Linked DNA regions of Rattus norvegicus: region 2 is linked to region 1. Evidence: chromatin contacts called from public Hi-C data. All regions are on one chromosome and are shown on one strand. Each heading gives the region's core, a stretch centred on a gene start, on an enhancer-like site or on the middle of the called end of the contact. The rest is flanking DNA. Distances are from core to core; before and after follow the strand shown. Region 1 overlaps Dtx1 (deltex E3 ubiquitin ligase 1). Region 2 holds the start of Slc8b1 (solute carrier family 8 member B1).

Region 1 (5,753 bases), core at 1,217-3,716:
CTCAGCACCCTGGACCAGTCTCCTCCCAGGCATCCTGGTCTCACTGAACTCACTTGGTCTTGGCGGGGAGCTTAAGTTTAAGAGCGTCACACCTGTCCGTCATAGTGATAGATGGGTTTTATGCGAAGTTTTCCATTCCGGCTTTTGCTTTGGGTGGTTAAGCATTTAACCTCTTGTTCCGGGGCTAATCAGGCAAGGGAGTCAGCCCCAAGGTTTTCCATCCCCGCCCAAACTTTGTACCCCTCTATGGCCTTCCTCATGGCCCTCCCCCATCTCCTTGGCCATCCAGGACTGTACCATCTGCATGGAGCGGCTGGTCACAGCATCCGGCTATGAGGGCGTGCTCCGGAACAAGAGTGTGCGGCCCGAGCTGGTGGGCCGCCTGGGCCGCTGCGGTCACATGTACCACCTGCTCTGCCTGGTGGCCATGTACTCCAATGGCAACAAGGTGGGCCACAAGGTGGGCTGCCGTGCAGTGGGTGGGGGCCATGCGGTTAGGTGGGCAGTGGGTGGGGGCTCGGTGGGACCCCCGGGGACCTCACATCAGCACACCTTTCTCAGGATGGCAGCCTGCAGTGCCCTACCTGCAAAGCCATCTATGGGGAGAAGACAGGGACACAGCCACCTGGGAAGATGGAATTTCACCTCATCCCCCACTCGCTCCCTGGTTTTGCAGACACCCAGACTATCCGCATTGTGTATGACATCCCCACGGGCATCCAGGTGAGCCTCACAGGCAACAGCCCCGACTCTCTGCCTCCCTACCCCCACCCCCAAGATTCCATCTGTGGTCTGAAACCCTCCTGCTGTCCCCACAGGGCCCTGAACATCCCAACCCAGGCAAGAAGTTCACCGCCAGAGGCTTTCCTCGCCACTGCTACCTACCCAACAATGAGAAGGGCCGGAAGGTGGGTGTCCACCGGGTCTCCACATCTTTTAGGCATGCTCCCCCTTGCCCTCATCCCTGTTGTCATTGCTTTCTAAGCCAGCACGCTAAACAACAGGTCCTGAATCTGCTTCCTCTTCTTCACTAGCTAAACAAAGGTTCAGGGAAGGCAATGAACTTAATGTACAGTCGCACAGCGACCAAGTGGCAGAGCCGGGATTTGAACCCAAGCAGCTCTTCAAAACCTTCATCTTCACACTTGGGTCACGTGATTTTACTGTTTAACCAGGAAGCCAGTCACGTTTAGATTGTCTTGTGAAATCTCCAGATCTTTAATCCTGGGAACTAATTCACAAAGTAACTATTTAGTACCAAGAGTGGGGTCTAAGCCTGGTCAGTACTGATGACAAGCCCCGAAAGAAGCAGAACTTTATGTAGTGGATGGTAATGGAGCTGGTTAAGGCTCAGACTGCCTGTGATATACACCCCCACCCCACCCCTCTTCCTCCAGGTGCTGAGATTGCTCATCACCGCCTGGGAGCGCAGACTCATCTTCACTATTGGAACATCCAACACCACGGGCGAGTCAGACACCGTGGTGTGGAACGAGATTCACCACAAGACGGAGTTTGGTTCCAACCTCACTGGCCACGGCTATCCGGACGCCAGTTACCTAGACAACGTGCTGGCTGAGCTCACCGCCCAGGGTGTTTCTGAGGCTATGGCTAAGGCCTGAGGCCTGAGTTGCCTGCCTTCCCTCTTGCCTCGCCCTTAGCCCGGCACATGCCTCCCTCCACCAGGTGGGAGGAGCCAGAAGCGCTGAGGGGATCTGGCTGGTGGCTGTGGGGGGTGATGGAAGCACACCAGGCCAGCTGGTTCCAACCTGTGGCTTCCGGCAAGAGCAGCAGAGATAGGACCACCAGAAAGGGCGACTTCCCTATGGAAACGATGGCGCTTTGCCCTTCACACCACACACGAACGCACACGTGTCCTGTTGCACGCACGCACTCACGCACGTACACCCACGTGCCTCTGACTTCTCCCAGCTTGGGGAGAAAAGAGACAGAAAGACTCCCATGACACATCCTGTGGATTCCACCTGTGTCTCCATTATACAAGCTCTATAGGTTTGTCCCCCTCCCAGGACTTGAGTCAAGCACGGGATAGTGGGGACTCTGTAAGGCTTTCAGGGGCAAGTCTGCCCCTGAGCCTCAACCCTTTAACCCACGTCAGCACCGCCACCTGCCCACTGAGCACTGCAAAGCCAAACGGGGTAGAAATCCCGGGTTACTGAGTAGCTTTTCGCAGGCCACTGGGGACGAGGCTATCTTATTTTGTGCTTGTGTCTGCCTTTCCGGGACCCTTACTTCTTCCTCCTGTGCCCATCTCTTGACCTCTGTCTATCCCAGGCAAAGACATCGTCCTTGCCTCTGTACTGGCTTCTCCCCAACTAAAACGCTCCGGACATTTGAGACCCACTTCTGGCTTCAGGAGCGATGGGGAGGCCTTGTTCAGGCTCACGCATTGAGCTGAGCGAGCAGCAAAGCGTTAACTTCTCCCTGCTTGGAAATAAGCGGTGGGTGGCTGATCATCTCAGGCCAACCAGAGGTCCGTTGCCCAGGCAACTCACCAGCTCCGCCTCTGAGGATTGGCTGTTGGGATGGAAGTTAGCCAAGCTTTAAAGGGACGCCAGCAATTGCTCCTTTGGGGGAAAAAAATCTACCAGTCCCACTGTGGGTGGAGAAATAAATGGTCTTTCTCCTTGTCAGGTCTTTTTTTTTTGTCCTGCTGGGTGACGGTGCTCCTTTGGAACACCGAGGATGGCTTGAGAGACAGTAGCAAGCTAGGGGCAGTGGGGGAGGGGGAGGGGAGCAGGGCATGGACCTTGCGCCACACCTTTCCTAGTGCTCGGAATCCAGCCTGATGGACTTGAGGTTTTTTTCCTGTCCAGAGCTCTCCTTAGGCAAACTCAGGATTCACAGGCTCTTCCAGCTCTGCCAGCCGATTGTGTCCCCTCTGTGGGTTACTCTCAAGCCACACCTCAAACCCACAGAACCATTGAGCCCCAGGACTCACACACCTGCCCCTCCAAATCCTTAAATGCATTCAGTAGCTAGGGCAGAGCCTGGGAACCTCTATTTCTAGCTAAGAAGCTTCTCACTGGCCCCTAGGGTACCCTGATTTTAACACTTCACAGCTAAGCATGCTCACACGTCACTTTATACAGGGTATAGGAGGGAGGAAGAGCCCGTGTCCAGCTTCGAGGCTCCAAATTGGCATGCTGGGCTCCCAGTCCGTTCTTCCGAGAACACCGGGTCCCAGAAGCTTGAGGCCGGGACTGCCAGATGAAAGTGGGGTACAGAAGGATCTGTGAGGTCACCGGGGCCCACGGAAGTGATAACACGGGAAGTTCCTGGTCAAGCATATTGAGTGTTTTTCTGCATCAGCCAGGATTGGAGTTCAGGTACAGCTGCACCCAGCAGCTTGGGGTGAGATGGGTGCCACCGGTATGGGTTCCACCGGTACTGGAGGAGCTGTATCCAGTGAAGCTGAGGCTCCAGGCTCAGAGAAGGAAGTGAGGTTTGGTCAGTCGGTACAAGGCTGGGCCCTCTTAAAGGTTCCTATGCCCTGGCTGGCTACAGGGCACACAGGACCACACTTTGGGAGGCTCCAAGCCACGACAATGAAGATGCCTAGGCCAAAGTAAGCTCAGGGAAGCCCCGTGGCTCTGTCCCCAACTGGCTCTGGCACCTTCTCAGCATCCAGTGTCCTAGAGGGCCACTTTCCCCTAGCCCCGTTTCTGGAATTCCTCATGGGCTTGCTCCAAGTCTTCAAGTACCTGCAGCAGACGGGTGGTGGCCTCCCTCTGCTGGGCTAGAACCTCAGCACAGGGCCCTGGTAGGAAAGAAAAGGCCACAGGTTCAGCAGGCTCCTGGTGGTTGTCACCAGAGCCCACTCCATGGAGCTGTAGGTTTTTTTTCCCCCCCATACAAAAAGAATTCCCAAATTCACCAGGATACTGTCCCACTGGTGAACTGGAAACAAGAGGGCATGCAGGAGGACAGAGGGGGTGTGCCTGGCGTACTGGGGCACACATTTGTAAGGGACAAGAATGGAACCCTTCTCGCTTACCATCTACAGCACTGGAGTCCTTCCCAGGGTCCACATCTGGAGCTGTGTCCAGGCTGGAGTCCTCCAGCAGTTTCAGCCTGAGGGTTGATAGGGAAAGGCAAAATTGGTTTCTGAGGTACAGTGCTGCTCCTACCCAAGATTCTCTGCTGCTTGTAGGAAATCAGGTTCATCACCATCACCACCACAATCGTCGTCGTTGTCGTCGTCGTCGTCGTCAGCAGCAGCAGCAGCATCACCACCACCATCATCATCATCACCATCATCACCATCACCACCATCATCACAAACTATCACCACTCAGTGACCACAAACCTTTCTAGAGTAGCAGACACTACACCGAGAAGCCTTGTACACACATGAATTCATCTACTTACACAGTCACCTTACATGAGGTAGGTACTTACCAGTAACCCTGTTCAGATAAACCACTGACACAGAGAGATCAAGGAACTTGCCTAAGGCCACACAGCATAATAATATCTCCTACATATGGGAGGTTATGTAGTGTCCTTTCACTATGAGGTCAGTATCCTATAGCCTTGTTTTCTATACAAGGCATGGAAAAGCCAAATGACTAGCAGAGAACCACACAGCCCCTAACTGGCCCAGATCTAAATCCAGGCAGCTCAGTACAGAACCTTCTCTATAGTGGGATGGAACACTAAGTAACAAAGCTCTTCAGGCCAGGAAGTAGAGGCAGGGGAGGAAGTGGGGAGGTGTCCAAGATACCAGGAAGGCTCAGAAGCCAAGTTATATAGAACACCATGCCTCAGTCTCTGGAGCCCCCATACTGTAAGTTCCAATGCTTCCTGGGGTGATCTGAATTTCGAGAACCACACTCACAGGCTCATATGCTTGAATGCTTGGTCCCTGGTTGGGGGAACTGCTTGGGAAGGATTAGGAGGTGTGTCCTTGTGAGAGGAGGTGTGGCCTTGTGGGAGGAGGAGTGGTCTTGTGAGGAAGTATGGCCTTGTGGGAGGAGGTGTGTCCTTGTGGGAGGAGTAGTGGCCTTGTGGGAGGAGGGGCCTTGAGAGAGGAGGTGTGGCCTTTAGGGGGAGGTGTGGCCTTGTGAGAGGAGGTGGGGCCTTCTGAGAAGTTGTGGCCTTCTGAGTGGTGTGGTCTTCAGGAGAGGAGTAGCTTTGTGGGTGGAGGTATGGCCTTGTGGGAGGGGGTGTGGCTTTGTGGGAGGAGGAGTGGCCTTGTGAAGGGAGGAATGGTCTTGTAAGAGGAAGTGTGGCCTTGTGAGAGGAGGTGTGGCCTTGTGAGAGGAGGTATGGCCTTGTGGAAGAAGGTATATCACTGGGAATGTGAGTTGAGGTTTCAAAAGTCAAACCATTCCCAGTAAGCTCTCTCTGCCTCCTGCTTTGGGATCAAGAGGTGAGCTCTGAGCTGTTCCTGCTGTCATGTCTTTGGTCGGCCATCATGGACTCTAAACCTCTCAAACCATAGTTAAAAGCTTTCTTTTAGAGGTCACTTTGGTCATGGATTTTGTCACAGCCATAGAAGCCTTAACTGAGACTATCCCAGTCTGCTTTACACATCTAAGCCCTCAATTCCTGAACACTGAGGCCCCATGGTGGCCCGCACACCTCTAAAAGCTTAGCCAGTGCGATAGAAGATGGATAAATGGGACTGAGTGGAAGCTTGGCGCAGTATAAGGCTCTGAGTTCCACCCCCAGCACGGGCAAACAGAGAAAGAAAGGGAAGAAAACGGGCTGAGCCTACAGCTCAGTCA
Region 2 (5,753 bases), core at 1,845-4,344, 170 kb after region 1:
CCAAGGTGGCTAACCAGCCAGCACGGCCGTATTGGTGAGCTCTGGGTTTGACGGAGAGAGCCTACCTCAGTGAGCACAGCAGAAGAATGAGCCATCTTGATATCAACTGCAGGCTTCCACGTGCTCATGAATACGTTGTTCATGTGCACCTGCCACGTGGCCACGTGCAAACCTCTGCATATGCAAACATGCGTGCATATATGTATATATAAAAGCACACTACACATCTCTCACATATACATACACATATAACACACACACACACACACACACACACACACACACACACACACACAGAAAAAAAAAAAAGAAAGAAAGCACAGGTAGAGATCCTAGGTGCCTTGGGTTGCACCGTGGCCTCCTCTACTCCCTGTCTATCTGCCTTTGTCTAGCCCACCACTCCTCCCCCAGGGACCCCCAACCACTAGGACACCCTCAGATAATCAGGCTGGACCATGGCAACCACGTCATCCTCACCTCTGCCTGCTCCCCCCCCCCCCATCCGTCTGCGTATCCCTCTTCCTGTGTCTCCAGCACTACTCCAAACCCAACCATCATGTTCCCAGGCTCCCAGCCTGGAGGCGGCCGGGGCTCTCCCGTCCCTTCACTGGTCTCTGAGTGACCATCCTCTCTGCTTTCAAGCCAGCCTCTCCAAAGCAGCCAGGGGGGAATTCCGTAAATCAGACTTTGACTATCCCTCTGCTTAAAATCCTCCTCTGGCTCCTGATTCTCACCCTCCCTCAGCCCCGGTCCTTTTAAAATCAAGCCAAAATTACTTCTCCACCCACCTGATTTAACCTTCTACATACTGATCAGCCCTTCCGGCCTCTTTGCTGTCTGGGAGCATACTAAGATAGAATCTGCCACAGGGCCTTTGCACTTGTTCCTGGCCTTTCCCTCACATGTCTGCCCCTGAAAGAGGCACCCTCTCTTCCTTTAAAGCCTGTCTCCAAGATGACTGGGTCACTGAACGAGTTTGTCACTGTCCACCGACCACTGCAGACAATCACAGCCTTCCCACACAGTGTTAATGGCTACATAGCTCACTGTTCTCTGAAATCTCTACCTTTATCTCTCAGCGGGGCCAACTGAGCTCCTGTAGATCAGGGTCACATGATGATTAGCTGGGAACAGAACAGACACGCCCCCACCAGACCCACCTTCCTGTCCTGCCAGGGTACTCACGTCTGCCATGGCAGTCTGGTTGACACCTCTGGCTGAAAACTGGATGTGTCCATGTGCTTTTGTGGATAGATCTCCGGCCCCAGATGCCGTCTCCAGTATCAGAGCCACACAGAGGAAGCCAGGCGCCCAGAGCGGATCCAGCCATCTGCCTGCCATGGGCCCCTTGGGGCCTGACCAGCGCCCTCTGCTCACTTGAGTTTCCGCGGGTTGGCCACTCCAGTGCCTGCAGGGTGGGGTAAGAGGAGGGGATTCTATCACTGCAGGCCTCAGGAGGAGGAGCCCAGGGACCTTTTCCTGCAAAGCCAAGTCCCTATCCTACCCATATGGAAGCCCCTTTCCCAAGCAGCACTTCCCTCCTGGGCCGGCATCACATGCTTCCTGTTCCGGAGTGCTCCCCACCACCACTCACCCCCTAGGGGTCTCCCTGGACCTGCCCTTCAAGAGGTTTGCAAGAGGCTTAGGGAGCGAGCCAAACAGCTGAATGACATCAGTATGAGAAGTAGGAGTTCAGTCGCAAGAACTAGGAACTCAGATTTTCAAGGTTTTTGTTGTTGTTGTTATTTTTTCTTTTTGGGTGACATCAAAGATGGACCTCGGGGACTTACATACGCTTGCCAAGCACTCTACCATTGAGCTATAATCTCCAGCCTTGATGATTTTTTTTTTTTTTTGAGACAGGCTAGCCTGGAATTCACTAGGTAGCCCAGGCTGCCCTTGAGCTAGTGACAGTCCTCTTGCTTCTGGTTTGGAAGCGTTGGGATTATAAATTTGAACCACGGCCTGGTTCTAGCCCTCTTCCTACTTCTTATTTTGAGGCAGGATCTCGAAAGTCTGCCAGGCTGACCTTGAGCGCCTATTTCTTTTGCCTCAGCCTCCTCAGTGGCTGAGGTTGGACTTGGCTGTGACCAAAGAGGCTGGTGCCTCACAACCTCAACAACCTGTTGGTGTATCCTTCCATGGGGAAACGGAGGCACCAGGAAGTGACTAATTCCTGACTGTCAGCTAAAGCGCCACACATTGCTGAATGAGGATAAAAGTTCACCAGGCTCCCCAAGTCGTGTGGCAAGGAAGAAAGCCACAAAGCCAACAGTTCTTGGATGGGGAAATCGAGGCCCAGAGGGAAGTGAGTTGCTCAAAGCCACCTAAACTAGGACCAGCAGAGGCGGGGGTGGGGCTGCAGTAGGAATAACTCACTTCCTCTAGACAGGAGGAAAGAGTTTTATTTTTCTATCCAAGCAGAAAACTGGCTCCACGTCTCAGGCAAGCTGCCTCAAACGTTTTGTGCATTTGATTTTTTGCAATCGGGGAGGCAAAGGCCATTAGAGCTGTTTTTTGTTTTTTTGAGGGGGTGTGGTTCTTTGCCCAACCATTTCTAAATCGCCACCACCGGGGGAAGGAGGGAAAAGGACAAGATGTGACCCCAGAGGAGGAAGGGAACCCAGCCGCTTCCTCACCTGTTGACAGGGAATGAGTCTCTTCCCTCCTTTTTCTAGCTACTTCACTTGGCACGGATGTGGAGTGGAAAAACACTCAGCCCTCCAGTTCCCTCTCTGCATTTTCTGTTTGGGGAAGGCTGGGCTTATGCCCTCTGGGTCCGCATCTGTGAAATGGACTCGAGCGCTCACCCAAGGGGCAGCCAGACACCGCGTCCCCAACACAAGTCACTCATTTCCAAGTAAGCACTAACTGAGCGCCTCCGGGTTGTGGACACCTGTGTGTAGACTTGATGGCAAGGGATGGGGATGGGAACCGGGCAGCGCTTTCTGATCTGGGGTCCCAGCTGGAACTCGGCTTGAGAAGCTGAAGTTGGGGTGACGGGTGCTCGGGCTGCGAAGCTCCTCTTACCTCGGGTGGGGCCTGGGTACGAGAGCCTGGAGTCTTCCTCTAGCTAGGACAGCCAGCGCCACAACCTTCCGCCCTTAGAGTCCCGGCCCGCAGCTGCCGGGCCACGCCCCCACAAACCCCGTCCCGCCCACTTACCAGTCGAGCCACGCCCAGGTCTCTCTATCCCCGCCTAGAACACGCCCTTAAGGCGCGCCCCGCCCCAGCTCTTAAAGACGCAGTCTCCCAGCCGAGAGTGAGACTGTGTGAACTGTCCCCTGAAGTCTTCCTCATTCTCCACCCGCTTTCTGTCCCCAGCCAGTCACTTCTGCTTTCAGGCAAAAACTATACAGAAAGCACGTGGGTTATAGATTTCAGGAGGCACGAGAGAAGTCTGAGGGAGGTGAAGCTTGGAGCTTCCGTTACTGAGGATGGGTGGAAGGGTGAGAGTTATAGTAATGTAAGGGGAAACAGGATGTGGTGATGTGTGCCCGTAATCCTGGGACTCCGGAGGCAGAGGCAAGAAGATTGTGATATTAAGGCCAGTTTGAGCATCACAGCAAGACATTTTCTCAGTATGATGGTGATAAAGATGAGGGTGACAATGATGGTGGTGGTGATGATTTGAAAATACACCCAGTGAAAATGGCCTCCTGCTGCCTGCAAGTAGTCTGACTGTAGAGCCTGGAACACCAGGACCTGAGGATCCTCGTGAGGTTTCTCAGCATTCCCCTCTACAGCGTCCTTTGGATGCTAGGCACACACGTAGCCACTGAGCTGCACCCCCAGCTACAGCAAACATCAAGATGGATAGCGGCATAGCCCTGCCACTTCAGCCTCTCAGGAGGCTGGTGAGATTAAAAACAAACTCAAAGCCTGCCCGGGTTCCAGTTCAAGGCTTTAGAAAGACCATTTCCCAGAATGCAAATGTGGCGAGGTGGGAAAATCAATGGCACTGGTGGGCACTTGCTGAGTAACCTCAGCCATAGGATTAGTACCCAGAATCACAGTTAATTAAAGAGCACACCGGGGCTGCAGGGATGGCTCAGTGTGTAATGAGGGCAATGACGCTAAGCCCCACAACCTGAGCTTGATCCCTGGAACCCAACAGGGATGGAGCTCTTACTCCTGGAGGTTGTCCTCTGACTTCCACACGTGCACCATGGCACATGTGTGCACGCATGTGCGCACACACTCACACACACACACACACACACACACACACACACACACACACACACACCAAATTAACAAATGTAATGTATTCAGTAAGCCGCATGTGTTACAACATCTGGCATGGTAAGCGGAACAGGTGGGAGGGAGGGGAAACTGGGGTCAGGATGTAAGACAAATACAATTTAATAATAATAATAATAATAATAATAATAATAATAATAATAATAATAATAAGTTGAGCAGTAGAACTCCAGAACCCCCATTGTCGGCACCAACTATTCTTTTCTGTTTCTTTGTTTGCTTGCTCTGAGACGGGATCTCTCTATGAAGCCCTCGCTGTCCCAGAACCAGCCATGTAAGACCAAGCTCACAGAGATGTGCCTTCCTCTGCCTCCCTAGTACAAGGATTAAAGGTGTGTAGCACCAAGCCACACCATCATTACCACAATTCTCGAGTGTACAAGGACCAACGTCAGTGTGTCACATGTCACAAAGAGCAGGCAACAGTATCGAATTCCTCCCCTCCATGGGGAGACTCCTACATGTACCTGTTAACTATTGCTACATAACAACCACCCCCAAAGTCACAGATCTAATCCACCAGCATCTTAATATATATCTGAGCATATGAAAGGCGTGATTTTGAGAGACTCTGTGTAAAGGTTCTAGCCCAAGCTCTTCTGCCTGCTCCTCCAGATGCTCAGACATTTGCCTTTCTCTGCATAGCCTCAGGGACGCTCTCCGTATACTCCTCTTTGCCTAGCTTCCCCAGCACAAGGCCACACAAGCATAGATGTGTGTTCACGTGATACCTCAAGGGGGGTCAGCACCAGGGACTGGAGAGCAAGGGGGAGCTATACCCCCTTCTGGGAATTTGTGGCAGAAGTTAAGAGTACAGAGTGGTGGCACTTCCTTCATAGCCACTGTGGAGAGGAAACAGCCCCTGACTCGACCAGGGAATGTGAGACCTAAGATTCCGATGTGACCTTATTTGGGAAGCATCAGCTGCCACTGTGTTTTGGTCCACAGAAGTCCTCGGCAGGGGCTTTTGTGAGGAACAGAACGGGGCTATATTGCGTGTCAGGAAGGGAAAGCCCCCAAGTCCCATGGAGTGGATGACTACCTGTGGCACCATAGGCGGTCTTGTCCTGTCTTTGGTCTCTTTTTGGAGGCAAGGTTTCGCTACATAGCCCAGACTGCCTTGGATCCCTGATCCCCCTGCCTCTCCTGAGTACTTGGATCACAGGTATGTGCTGGTATGTGGCTCCTGTCCCCAGTCCCTTATGAACTAACCCCAAATCAACAAAAGCTGGGCTGGCCTGTAGCTTATTTGACCAGCATCTCTGAAGCCCTGGGTTCCATCCCCAGTCTTACACAAGCCTGGTGTGCTAGGGCTCACCTGTAATCTCAGAGCTCAGCAGAGGATTGGGATGTCTATTAGTCAGCATTGTCTAGAGTCACAGACTGTATGGAATGTCTCTACATTAAGGGAATTTGTTGTGTTGACCTCCCCAACAATGGTCAGCTGTGAATTAGAAGTCTGAAAATCTAGTAGTTGCTCAGTCCCATGC

The links. A called contact is a pair of places that touch in the nucleus more often than the background predicts.
Region 2: a Hi-C map of frontal cortex shows a contact between it and region 1, with 1.6 times the contacts expected there. The contact joins the promoter of Slc8b1 here to the enhancer-like site in region 1. A contact is called at or near these places in 2 of 12 Hi-C or Micro-C datasets (frontal cortex and mammary epithelial cells).

Annotation. Positions count from the first base shown.
Region 1 is chr12:41,538,780-41,544,532 of GRCr8, forward strand. It overlaps Dtx1 (deltex E3 ubiquitin ligase 1), which reads left to right. Exons shown (of 10, transcript NM_001427621.1): 7 at 290-448; 8 at 562-723; 9 at 819-908; 10 at 1,398-2,654. The coding sequence ends at 1,622. It overlaps Rasal1 (RAS protein activator like 1), which reads right to left. Exons shown (of 22, transcript NM_001108335.1): 21 at 4,019-4,095; 22 at 3,086-3,781. The coding sequence ends at 3,675. Among named protein-coding and RNA genes, the nearest start is that of Dtx1, 31 kb to the left of the region's middle. Within about 2 kb of position 2,467, at least 47 of the 93 cell types and tissues checked have an H3K27ac peak or open chromatin away from gene starts, as enhancers often do.
Region 2 is chr12:41,710,507-41,716,259 of GRCr8, forward strand. It overlaps Slc8b1 (solute carrier family 8 member B1), which reads right to left and starts at 3,095. Exons shown (of 16, transcript NM_001017488.1): 1 at 3,031-3,095; 2 at 1,186-1,408. The coding sequence starts at 1,341.